Linked DNA regions of Zea mays: region 1 is linked to region 2. A link is a contact called in public Hi-C data. All regions are on one chromosome and are shown on one strand. The core of a region is the stretch at or near the end of the contact, and the rest is flanking DNA. Distances in the headings are between cores, read along the strand shown.

Evidence for each region. A called contact is a pair of places that touch in the nucleus more often than the background predicts.
Region 1: a contact with region 2 is called in a Hi-C map of leaf, with 8 times the contacts expected there. The contact joins the promoter of LOC100383177 here to the promoter of LOC103637635 in region 2. A contact is called at or near these places in 6 of 25 Hi-C or Micro-C datasets (bundle sheath, ear, endosperm and 2 more).

Annotation. Positions count from the first base shown.
Region 1 is chr1:90,578,088-90,583,940 of Zm-B73-REFERENCE-NAM-5.0, reverse strand. LOC100383177 reads right to left here and starts at 3,940. Exons shown (of 3, transcript NM_001175842.1): 1 at 3,584-3,940; 2 at 2,028-2,236; 3 at 418-1,139. The coding sequence starts at 3,854. The coding sequence ends at 666.
Region 2 is chr1:90,310,754-90,317,315 of Zm-B73-REFERENCE-NAM-5.0, reverse strand. It overlaps LOC103637635 (zinc finger (C2H2 type) family protein), which reads left to right and starts at 5,022. Exons shown (of 1, transcript XM_023301293.2): 1 at 5,022-6,389. The coding sequence starts at 5,147. The coding sequence ends at 6,070.

The DNA of each region.
Region 1 (5,853 bases), core at 2,691-5,190, 270 kb before region 2:
TTTAGTCCACCAAAATTTAGTTGATGCTTCGTAAGATTGTTTTCATACATGTGATCATTCGGAGATTTAATTGTGAAGTAAGTTAATATGACCCTAAATAAAAAAATTTATTGGCTTCCATTTACCCCCTCTCTACCTTGGATTCACATCTCTCGGGCCGCATGCGGGATCGGGTCCGAAGACTTTTGCTGAAGATACAAAAGTGACATTGTGTCCTGTGTTCGGATAGTTGGATAACCAAGATAAGCTGAAAGGGACTTGTCACTTGCCAGTACTGTCACCAACCACATGTAACACTTGGTGCAGAATGGAAGTGAGAACACCAGGATTGAAAACTAAGGTCCTACCACAGAGAATTCGGAAGAATATTCCACAAGCTTGTTGCACGAGCGCAATCAAACAGAACTTCGTGCACGTGAAAACAACTGGCTAGTACGTTTTTTTCTCTCAGAAAAGTTTACAACATTACAACCATAAAGATCAGCACTAACATTATGAGTTTGTTATCATGAGTGGCATGTCATGCGTGCCAGACAAACAACAGGTACATTCATACATAGCATAACTTACAACATGATACAAGCTACAGAGCACGGTCAATCTTACATATAGAAAAAAAAAAGAGAGGGAATCCTTCTTAATGCAGTTTCTGTGCGGAAGCGGGATCAAGCTTGAGCCCTCGTTTGAGGATTTGCATGGAAGGCCGACTGCCTATTTTGACCCACCAGCAGATTTAACGACAGAGAAGTAGACACCGTTTCCTGACCAGGCTCCCCTATGCTTAGCTTTGACATGCTCACAAGTTCATCAACATTAATTGGATTCTTGGAATGAACTGCAACAGGCTTGACAATCTCGTGCGTTTCTTGAGGCAGATCACCTCCATCTTCCTGATTTGGCCAGAAAGGAACTGAGAATTGCAAGAACGGTGAGAAATAAGCTGGAACAATCATCGGATAGGTAGGCTGTAAACTCTCGGGCATAAGAGCTGAAGCTGCAGAACTCTCCGCAACAGCAGAAGTATCTGACTCCATCGATTCCACCTCCTCCTCCTCCTCCACAGGGGGAGGCAGTGGTGGTTGATTTAACACTGAGGTCTCTGGCTCTTGACTTCCAGGAAGGGGTGGAAGGTCCATGGACTGTAAAACAAACAGAGCACAGCTCAGTTCAAATTATATGCAAAGCACTAGTAATTGCTCCCAGCTCCAGATTCTTGTGAGAATCACTCCTGGACAGCCAAATGGCTACAGAAAATTCCTCTCCACCACTTCATTTAATCCCCACCAGAATCACTCTAAATCACTTCTGACCTACTTCCCCATCAAAATTGCTAGAATTAAGAATCAACAAATAAAGCTCTACCAAACAGGCCGTAAGAACTACCTAATGAGATCAAGGATAGGACACTGCGCATAACCGTCACCAGTGTTATCTAAATGCTAAACAGTAAACAGTTGGTCACCCAGTGTTCACTGTTTAGACGGTGTTTAAACTGAGTTAAACGATCTAAACGCTTTTGTATAGTACCACTAAAATATACATATTTTATGTATGCAAAAGTCAAACATACATATACCAGAAAGTATACACATTTACATATGTAAAAAATATGTATCCTAGCAAAAAAAATTGAGGAAAGGAACTAAATTCCACTCTTACAATGTTAATTAGTATGGTGCCAATGCGATAGTTGTAATCTGCCTGTTGAATAAACAGTGAGTTAAACAGCAATTTAACCCATTTAATCATGTTTAAGCCATTTAGACCGTACAGTTTAAACAGTCCAACCATTTGATGGAACGTTTAAGGCCTAAATGACACAGCTGGCCTTTTACCATTTACACAATGTTTAAACAGCGAACAATGAGTGTCAGTAACACATACAAGCGACTGAACTAGATCCAAAATGTTGCACAAGTATAAGTAATATGATATTTATTACAAAAAAAGCAATAGTGTAGTTACAACACATGTATGAGTACAAAACAAGGCAAAAGCAAGCAATCAAGGTAAATCAAGCAAGTTACCTCATCAGGCACCATGTCAAAAAGGCTAGACCTTCTCTTCCTTCTGCTCATATTTGATTGACGTATAAAATATTTTTGAGCATGACTTGCTACTTGAGTAGGTGTTCTTGAGACCACGAAATTACGAGAAATCCCTCGCCAATCACCTTTCCCAAGCTTTTGTAATCCCAGCAAAAACCTCCGGTGTTCTTCTTCAGTCCAAGGAACACCTGTAAGAGCAACCTCAATCAGCAATGCAGCCATGCAGGTAGGCAGCAATATGTGAAGCAACAAGAAACCAGTGAACAGAAAGGAATGGACAGCAGCATATTAACAGACTATGGTAAAAGTTAGCATCACCACCTTGCTGTTAAACAAATCATATAGGTAGGGTGTCATCGACAAACAGAGGACTAGCCAAACAGCACAAAATCAGAACAGAGATGGGCATAATATGCAGAAGGTGCCACTTGACTTACATTGAAGGGCAGGCCTAGTGTAGTGGTGAGAGCTGTCTCATGAGTCACCCAGTCCGAGTTTGAAACAACCTCTCTGTATTTATGGGGGAAGGTTTGACTCAGTTTTACTCTTTTCTTAGACCCTACAGGATTGCCTCGGTTTATCCCTTCCGCAGACCCCACTCATGTGGGAGCCTCCGGCACTGTGTTTGCCCTTTTCTTGCCACTTGACTTACATTAAAACACCTACCACCCACCACCAAGTGTAACCCAAGAACTAGATATCACTGTTCGTGTAAAAATCTCACAAGAATCAGCAGCAATAATTAACAATAAAGATAAAACTTGCAGAACATTGGTATTCATGTATCAAGCATTTGATTTTTCCCCATAACATATGAAAAAACTTGTTTCCTTATCAAGTATGGGCAGCCGGAATATGGCACTGTGTAATAGTAATTACATCCCAGTGCAGTAGCACATTACACCAGACCGTGACCATTAGCACATGTATGGCATACATAAGACAACGTTTCAGCAGTTAGCGCAGCGGTTTCAATTGCTCGGCATATCCTTCCTGATTACGCAGCCCTGTACCTTTGATTACGCAGCCCTCTATGCCTCTACAGCCATTCAGCATAACGAATCAGTGACAAATTTCATCAAAATCAACTGACACCACTGCTTGGAGCAATCCATAACCCATTTTCTAAAAGTTTCTAGAGCTGAGTTTGTTAAATTATCCCCATGACCCAGTCAAACGACATAGGGCAGGTGGTCCTTGCACCAGTCAGGGGCTGAATTCGAGTACCATATGTATCAACTCAACTAGTACAATATCGATACAATAGTAGTACTCAGCACAGTGTGGTATTACCATTAATGATTTTCTCTCAGCCGGTGCAGTACCCGTTTCCCAACCTTACAGGTACCTAATCAGTGAGCACTAGCCACTAGGTGCATCTAAAAAGAGTAAGCCGAGTAGGCAGGAGAGAAATGAATGGAAAAACTTGGAGCTGGTTAGAGCTGGAAGGATCTATTATCTAGGGTTCTGCATCGAGTGGTAGCGGGTGGATGATCGATTCGAGAGGAGGGGGCAGAGATCGGGCGGTAACTGACCTTTCTTACGCTCGCGGCTGGCGGAGGACGACCCCTGGACGAAGTCGTCGGAGGCGTAGCCCCCGCCGCCGTCGGCGAGGTCGGGCCCGTCGGCGGGCGACGCGCCGCCGCTGGTTGACCCCGCGGAGAGGAGGGAGAGGTTCCCCATGCTTGCGCTCTTGCGGATGGCCGAGCCATCGGTGAGGCGCACCCCGAAGATCTTGACCCCGCGGTTGGGGCACGTCCGCGAGTTGTGCCCGTTGTGGCTGCAGTGCGAGCACCGCCGCGTCATCCCGCCGCCAGCCAGGGTTCGTGCGGTTTGCGTGTGTCGGGACTCGTGAGAGGAACGACGGTGGTGATGGTGATGGGAGGAGGACCGGAGCCGGTGCGAGGAAGCCGTGTGAGGAGAGGAGGTGATGAATGGAGGGGAGAGGGTTAACTCAACTGTTAAGTGGTGATTGCTTAAGCTGGTCGGCGAGCGTGGGCCGTCCACGTGGCGGATATTCTCGCGGGGATATACGTGTGCGTGGGGGACTCGGGCAGCGGCTTGTGGGGCACGCCTCGCTTCCTGGCTGGCTCCACTCTGCCTGCCGTCAGCCTCCTTCCGATTTGTTCTCAATCGCCGGGTCCTCGGACCATTTACTGACAAATTGAGCAAAGGCGAACCAACCTGCGATCGTGTCCATTTCCTGTTTTAAGATCTGGACGATACGTTTCTTTCCTTAGAGCAACTCCAGTGGTTCTCTAAAACACTTTCTAAATCAATAATTTAGCTAGTTAACATGAAAACTATTCTCCAATAGTTCTCTAAATGAACTTTCTAAATTTAACAACTTGTCATCTAACCCCATTTTCTCTCTACATTTGGCAACCATTTAACAACTCACTAAACAAAAATGTTGACTGCATTATATAGTTTTTGTGACTTATTTTTTATGTGGATAAATACAAAACAAAATTACAACCTATATTTAGAGAACTATTGGAGAACTCACATTTTTTTACTCCAAAAGCTATTTAGCAACTTCTTAAATCTGTGATTTAGAGAGCTAAAATTTACATAACTATTGGAGTTGCTCTTATGTAACGAGGCTTAGGTCTTATTTAAAAGAACCCAGTTTTTAAAAAACCAGTTTTTATCTTTTAACTAGGAGAGTTCAGCTTCTTAGTTTTTAAGAAGCTAGTAATCCTAAAATTAGCGCCGATCCGGTCGCCAATCAGTACGATGAGAACCGATGGCGGTGCTCTCTGCGGAGATGCGGATGGTCCGTGGCCAGGGGCCGAACGTCTGCGACCTGGCGCAGAGGCTAGGGTCCTGCCTGACGAGCCGGACAGTCCGCGCGGGCGCAGGGGTGGCGAAGTTTGCCGATGGCGCATCTAATCGACGTAGAGCCGGAGAGAGGTGAAGATTTAGATAGAGAAATCTAAGTTATTGTCTACTCCTAGGGCAAAATGTAAAGAACTAGATGTATATTGATTGATTAATCGATTGTTGGTGTTTCAACCGGCTGTAGCTTTCATATATATACAGGGGGTCTGGACCCGTTACAAACTGATTCTCGAGTTAATCTCGCAGATTTAGCTAACAAATCCCGTAAGAAACTTGGAATCCTAACTGATTCTGCGCGCGCGGACCGTCCGCGCCACCATCGCGGATCGTCCCCAGGCCAATTTTGGTGCCCAACCTATGCCCCTGCCTTTTGGCGGAGCTGAGCGAACCAAAAGCACTGGTACAGGCTGAAAACTAACTCAATGTGTTCACATCAGTTTTTCTAGGTATCTTGCCACATACTAGGATGATATTGCTTGAGAAAACGCCAGTTTAGCGTCTTGGGCAAGTCTTTGCCTTGTAGTGTTTGCAACTGGCCTTAACCAGAAAGTTCAGGAGAGAAAACCCCAGTTCAACTGCCCTAAGGCAAGTTCAACTGGTGTATGGTCAAAGAGGTTTACAGTTGAAGTTGAAGTTCAGCTGGAGTTGAGAAAGCTCAATTGTAGTTGTAAAAGCTCAACTGCAGTTGAAGAAGTTCAGCTCAGCTAAAAAAGCTCAATTGCTGCTGAAGAAGCTCAACTAGCTAAGGTTTAGTTCAGCTAATAAAGCTCAACTGCGGCTAAAGAAGTTCAACTGCTTTTCAACAAGAACACTCTTAGTTTCTCAACCCTAATCACGGTCAGCCATATAGCGTTCAAGAGATTTTTGGTTTTCAAAAATAGCTTTTGAATTTGAGGGCTTGAGCTTATAACAAACATCATTACCTATGGGAAAACTACTAAGGAAGAATTACATCCTGTGA
Region 2 (6,562 bases), core at 3,773-6,272:
GGGTCATAAAACAATACAATTTTAAACTAATAAAATTAAGAGCCTTATTGGTTTGTGAAGGAAGTATTAGGGTCATGATCCATTACCACCCCTAGGTGCGCACGACTGCACGAGGAAGAGGAGACCGACCCCGGCTTAGTTCGCACAGTGATGCATGCATGCATGGTTGCTCTATGTGCGTATATAGAAGTACGTCTCCCTCCTTAAAACGCACGCACGCATATATTTGTACAATTACCCCACCTCTTTGTCAAGCACAGTAATGCACGTAGTAGTACTCCGTATTTGCTTTAGGTGCGCCGGGGGCCAGCCAACGAAAAAACACTCTCCAAAAAAGTTGGTCGGCACGGACTCCAAGGCAGGCAGTCGCACCATGCCACCAGGTTCATTCGTACGCATGCCGGCGGGAAAGAGGCCGGCCCCCTGCCACTGATCGACGGCGGCCGTCGACCGTCGTCCGTCCTGTCTCCTGTGTGTGTCCTTGCGTTGCCTTCGCACTCCAACTCAGAAATCGCTGCGCTAGCTAGACCGCTAGCAGTAGTTCCCAAACCAAAAAAAACCCATGTCCATCCTGCATCTGCAGTCTACTGACTCTCCAACGAGACAGCGCGCGCGTACGTGGCACGAAATCCCACGTCCATCTTTACATGCAGGCAGCGCAGTGGCAATGTGGCGTGTCCCCGGCCGGCCGCCGGCGGGGGCAGATGATCGCACGCTAGTAGTCCACTCCAGATTGCTTGCGAACTCTCATGCTTTTTTCTCTACATCGTCGTCTCTTGTTCGTTGTGGCACTGCTTTTGTTGCCACGCCTCTATCAATCCCGGTCGTCGTCCCCGCACTTTGTTTCCATCGTTCTTTGAATATTCCCATGCATCCCATCTGCCGCCCTCTACCCTTTGCTCCCCTCCAGTCCTGCCCAAAAAAAATGCAAAAGCCGGTGCCTTTCCCGGTGGCCTTTTGCGACCTGGCCGGCGCCTGTGATGTGCTGCCATTGTGTACGGCCGCGGAATGCACTGGACGGATGGAGAGAGGTCGACGGGACGGAGCTTATCTGCCAGCTTTTCTCTCCTAGCTAGCTAGTTTTAACTTTCACGTTTCACCGCACCATAGCTACGTACCGACTAGTTGCCGTTCACCCGCGACGGATGGCACGTCCTGTCGTCTTCCATCTACCTGACCGATCGACGACGCGAGTGATTCAACAGCCATCGGTCTCTGCGACTGCAAACCACAGGGCGGCGGGCGGCGGCTGTGCAGCTGTGCTCTAAGGCAAGCAATGGCGTTCCATTAACTTGCTTGTCGATCTGCACCTCGCGTTTGGCGCCGCCCACCGAAACTACCAAAGCACAGTGCGTGACAGCGTCCGTTTTCTACTACTCTCTCTATATACGCATGGAACCCCTGGTCTATTATTACGTACAATATATATACGACGCTGCTGCTAGTTTACTCTCTTGGATGCCAAGCAAAAGCAAAGGCGTATGCGTAGAACCATCATGTAGCGTGTCAAGCGGCGGCGAACATGCACGCTAGCAATGGCTGGCATCGTCTCCTGTGGCCGAAGTTGGATGTTGGGTGCAACTGTATCCAACACTTGTTCATTCACGCATGCATGCATAGTATATATTTTCCTCCCTAGCTCTCCTAACCAATCTATTCCCCCGGCTTGGTAAATCGGGGTAGGTGGTCAGTGCACTGCTCTGCTTTTGCATCAGGCGATTGCATGCCCATATATTCCGGGTAAGGAAGGCAAGAGGCCAAGCACCCCTAGTTTATTTTTTTTAAAAGAACAGAGGGGCGAAAACCCCCTACCGATTTTTCCCCATTTATAAGTGCATATAAGTACAAATTAGGGGGAGATGGATGTTACAAACTGGACCATAGCATAGAGAAAGAGGTAGGTGGGAAAAAGGAGAAAAGAGAAAATAAATCTAAGGCCCTATTCGTTTTGTGCTAATTTATAGGGATTGAGGGGGATTAAATCCCGTGCAAGTCAAAATCCTCTCTAATCCCTTCCAATCTCCCTCAATTCGTATGGTTTTGGGATCAAACGAACATGACCTAAGATAACGTTTCCAAAATTGGAGTGGCAAAAGAGAATATTAGATAACGTTTCCGTCCTAATTGTTCTTAGCTGTCTCGCAACCAAACGCATCTCAAATGTATACCCAAATGTATATGTTGTGTTGGACGCGGACGTGAGAGCCCTGGATGCCGCAATGATCGGGTCTCTGGGGGGCGACGGATCGAGGTGGATGGAGATGGACGCATGGATTCGCCAGTGGCGGACCCAGCTGCTATGTTTAGGGTGTGCCAAGAAAAAAATAAAAAAAACAAACAAAAAATAAGGATCAACGAGACTCGAACCTTGACCACCAAGTTTAAAATATAGCACTTACACCACTATACTAACTACACTTATGTGATCTTAGGGTGTGCCGTGGACCATATGGACCACCCGCTAGGTCCGCCCGATTCGGGAATGATCGGCCGGGCCGGGGGTTCTCTAGCTCGATCGGCATGCACGCGTAGTGCTGGGAATTGGGCCGTGCCGGGCCGGCCCGGCCCAAGCCCATCGTGTTTCGTGCCAAACGGGTTCGGGCCAAGAAAGCCCAGACAATTTTTGGGCCGTGCCGTGCCAGCCCGAAGTATAAAAACAGTGGCCCAGCCCGGCCCTAAACCACGCCGTGCCTTCGTTGGGCCGTGCCGGCCCAAGCCCGGCCCGTATATTTGACCACATAAAATCAAAACATTATAACCATATAAAGTGCATATCTTACTAAAATAAAGATATTAAACAATTATAGCATCATTTAACCACATAAACTCTAAATATAACAACAATATAAAGTCAATATCTTACTAAATTAAAGAGATTAAACAGATTGGGCTTAATTGGGCCGTGCCGGCCCAAGCTCGGCCCATTTATGCGTGCCGTGCTGGGGGCCCGACGGGTCGGAATTTGAGGCCCGGCCCAAGCCCGCCTTCGGGCCGTGCTAGCCCGGCCCATATTATTTCGTGCCGGACCGTGCTTTGGGCTCTTATTTTCGGGCCGTGCTCGTGCTGGCCTGAAAAGCCCGGCCCAGATTCCCAGCACTATGCACGCGGACGGAGGCAGGCTGCAGTGGCGGATCGATACGAGTATAGCAGAACGCCATCATCACGTTCACGTACCCAGAGTCAGGTTTCGCGGCTCTCTGGCTCGAAATGATGGGCTCGCCGTCGTCGGCCCGCCCGGCCGGCCGGCATGCAGGTCGTGGAGCCGGACTGAGAAGCTTGCATTGGCATTGCATTGCCATGGATATGGAGGATCCCTCAAAGGCCGTGAAAGCACACAGCATGCACAGAGCACGGACAAGAATCAGTTACTAGCTAGCATCGGAAGTCCCATCTGTTTGTCAATCAACGAATTATTCTCATCCCTGCACGTGTTCGACGTTTTCGCGCATCGGGTTCGCACAACAAACGCTAGCTAGTTAGCTAGCTTCAGAGATAATATAATTTTGTTTTTTCCTCTCTCTCTCTCTCTCTCTCTCTCTCTGTGGTTACGTTACACATGCATCCGAAGCTACATTTGTCAACTACGCGAGCCACCACTAGTTCATATATGCGCTCTCTCTCTGCGGTTGGCGCATTGTGAATAAAAAAAACGAGTTCGAGAGGAATCGTCCGATCCGCATCAACTAACTAACACCACACCGATCGCAATTGTCTAATCGATTAACAGAACGCAGTGAGATCATACTAGGCAGCTAGCTAGCTAGTCGTTGCTTCCAAGCCATCTTGTCGTCAGATGTCGTCGTCTTCCTGACCTACTGCGCGCAGCTAGCCGCGTACTGTACGCGAAGTGGTGCAGCAGCTAGCTACACGTGGACGTACGTGGTGGCTGCGAATGTTCCCGGCCAGCCACAAATCCACAACACGCGACGTACGGTTTTCGCGGGATTAGTTTCTGAGTCGGCCAGCGTTCGTTTCGCACGCGTGGCTAGTAGCCGCGCGCGCCGAATCATTCTCGTTCACTTGCAGCAGAGTCGCACCTGTGCTGCCGTTGCGCTGCTGACATTCTGCCGCGTCGGAACCATGCCTAAAACGTGCCCCGTTTCGTCTCGGTCAGCCTGCCACGCAGTGGTCGTGGAATCACAACACATGCACAGCACAGACGATCAGGAGACGACGCACGAGACGAGAATGATTGATGACACGGAGACCAGCAGCGACAGCGACCAAGTAAATAGCTCGCTCGCCGTTTTCAATACAGTAACTGATTCGATGCAGCAGCAGATTACATAAATTCGTGCAGGGAGTTGCATGCGCTCGGCTTGAGCGCCCCGGCCGCTCCACAACAGTTTGAATTCGAAGAGGGTCGGTCGGTCCTCCACCACAAGGTCGAAAAGGGTCGTGCCAAAAAAACGCAAAGGAGACGTCCCTTTTGTGTAGGCACCTAGAAACCAGATACATGTACACACAAATACACGCCGACAAGTTTCACCGGCGGGTGCCACAGCGAACCGCACGAGACGTACGCCACAGTGGCAGAGGAGGGGGGTGGGAGAGAAGGCACTCACTGGTCGATGCTGCACCACAGCTCATCTAAAAAAGAGCAGAAGTCATATAAGGGGTAAAGGAAAGGCTACGAAAGAGAGACAAAACTCAGCAGCGAAAGTGGTGGGGGACGAGGAGGGCAGAGCAGGGCTCCCCCACCCCTGATCTCAACCTCTCCACCCCCCAAATGGGACCCTAACAAATCATGATTCCAAATGGAGCCGCAATTCAAAAAGGTTAACCAACTCACATCCAAATCCAGCACAAACCCGCCGTGTAAAACCAGAGTAACTCCCACCAGGCCACCACTACCGGGTAACGTCACTGACATCCTGGACCCACAAGGCTGCGCCCACCTATCAGGCTGTCACTGACGGTTATTAGGTGTGGGGTAGTCTAGTAAGCCGGTGCAGCAAGCGCACTGTAATCTGTAAACAGTTTTGTCAGCGACACGGCGCCCCACCGGCAGGGCCTGTGAATAAATCCGCAGACCGCAGCCATAATAACACCCGCAGACGAGCCAGCGGTCTGCGCCCACCACCAGTCCACCACCACCCACCCGCAAAGCCAACCACAGGAGCTGGAGCTGCCGCGGCCAAGGACAATGGCGACGGCGTGGGTGCGCTCGCTCAGCTGCAGGTCCTCCTACGCCGTCACGGACGCCGCCATCGCGCCGTCACCGGCCAAGAAGCCGCCGCCGCAGCCGCTCCCCTTCTCCTGCGCCAGCGCCACTGCGGCGGCGGCGGACGTGATGGACGCCGTGGCGTACGCCCATCATCAGGCCAGGCGGAAGAAGCTGGGGAGGGAGAGGGAGAGGCGGAAGGAAACGCGAGAGCCGCGGCCACGGCCCAAGAAGAAGCCCAAGCCCATGGCGACGAAGGACGCGGCCGCCGCCGCCGGGGCGCCGCTGTCGTTCATGCCGTCGCCGGCGCCGGGCCCGCCCGTGAGCTCGGCGTTCCTCACGATGGCGGAGCTGCCCGAGGGCCACTCCTCGCGGCGTGTCGTGGAGCTCATCTTCGCGTCCGGGTGGGCCGACGCGGCGGGGCGCCCGTCGCCGTCGCCGTCGCCGGCGGTGGAGGCGCTGTTCCGCGTGCACAGCGCGCCGCGCGCGGTGGCGCGGTTCGAAGAGGCGCGCCAGGCGGCCCGCGCGCGCGGCGCCGCGGCGCGGTGCGGCGCCGACGGCAACGAGATGATGCGGTTCCAGTGCCGCGCGCCCGGCGGCGGGGTGTTCGGCGCGGGCGTCGCTACCTGCCGCCTCGGCGCGTCGGTCTCTGCAGTGCGCACGTTCGCCTGCAGCGGCGCCGCGCACGCCAGCGCCGCCGCCGCCACCGCCACCGCCGGCCGGCGGGCGATGCTGGTGTGCCGCGTCATCGCCGGCCGCGTCTGCCCCGCCAACCACCCGTCCTCGCGCCACGCCCACGGATCCGCTGCGACCGCCTATGACTCCGTGGACATGGGCAACGGCGAGCTGGTGGTCCTGGACAGCCGCGCCGTGCTCCCCTGCTTCCTCATCATCTACAAGGTCTAGCCGCCGCCGCCGACGACGACCCGGGACCACCGGACTAGAGCACTAACCGACCACCGACCGTGACCGTTAACCCCTCCCCCGTCGTCGTTAATCGCCACGCTGATCGCTAGGCTTCTCTAGCATTGTTTTGGGACTCTGCTTTTCCGGAGTGTCAGGTGCGTGTGGATGGTATTTGGTATGCTATGGTAGCAGCAGCGGCAGCAATGGAGCCCCTGGCCCTGCCGTGCCCGTGCCCCGTGCGTGTAAAAATCAGTACAAAAACCGCTGCCTATTTTGGTATAGAAACATTTTGCTTTTGGCTGTCCATTCAAACAGCTCCTCCCTCCCTCCGTCTTTTGCAATGGCATCGCTCGCTCCGCATCCGCATGCAATGTACTGTGCCTTCTTTGCTTCTGCTGCTCTTGTGCACTTTGCAGCGGACACCAGAAGACGACCAGAGCAGAGCAGAGCTCCCAGTCCCAGATCTGCTCGCGCGAATCAGCCGTGCCCCCG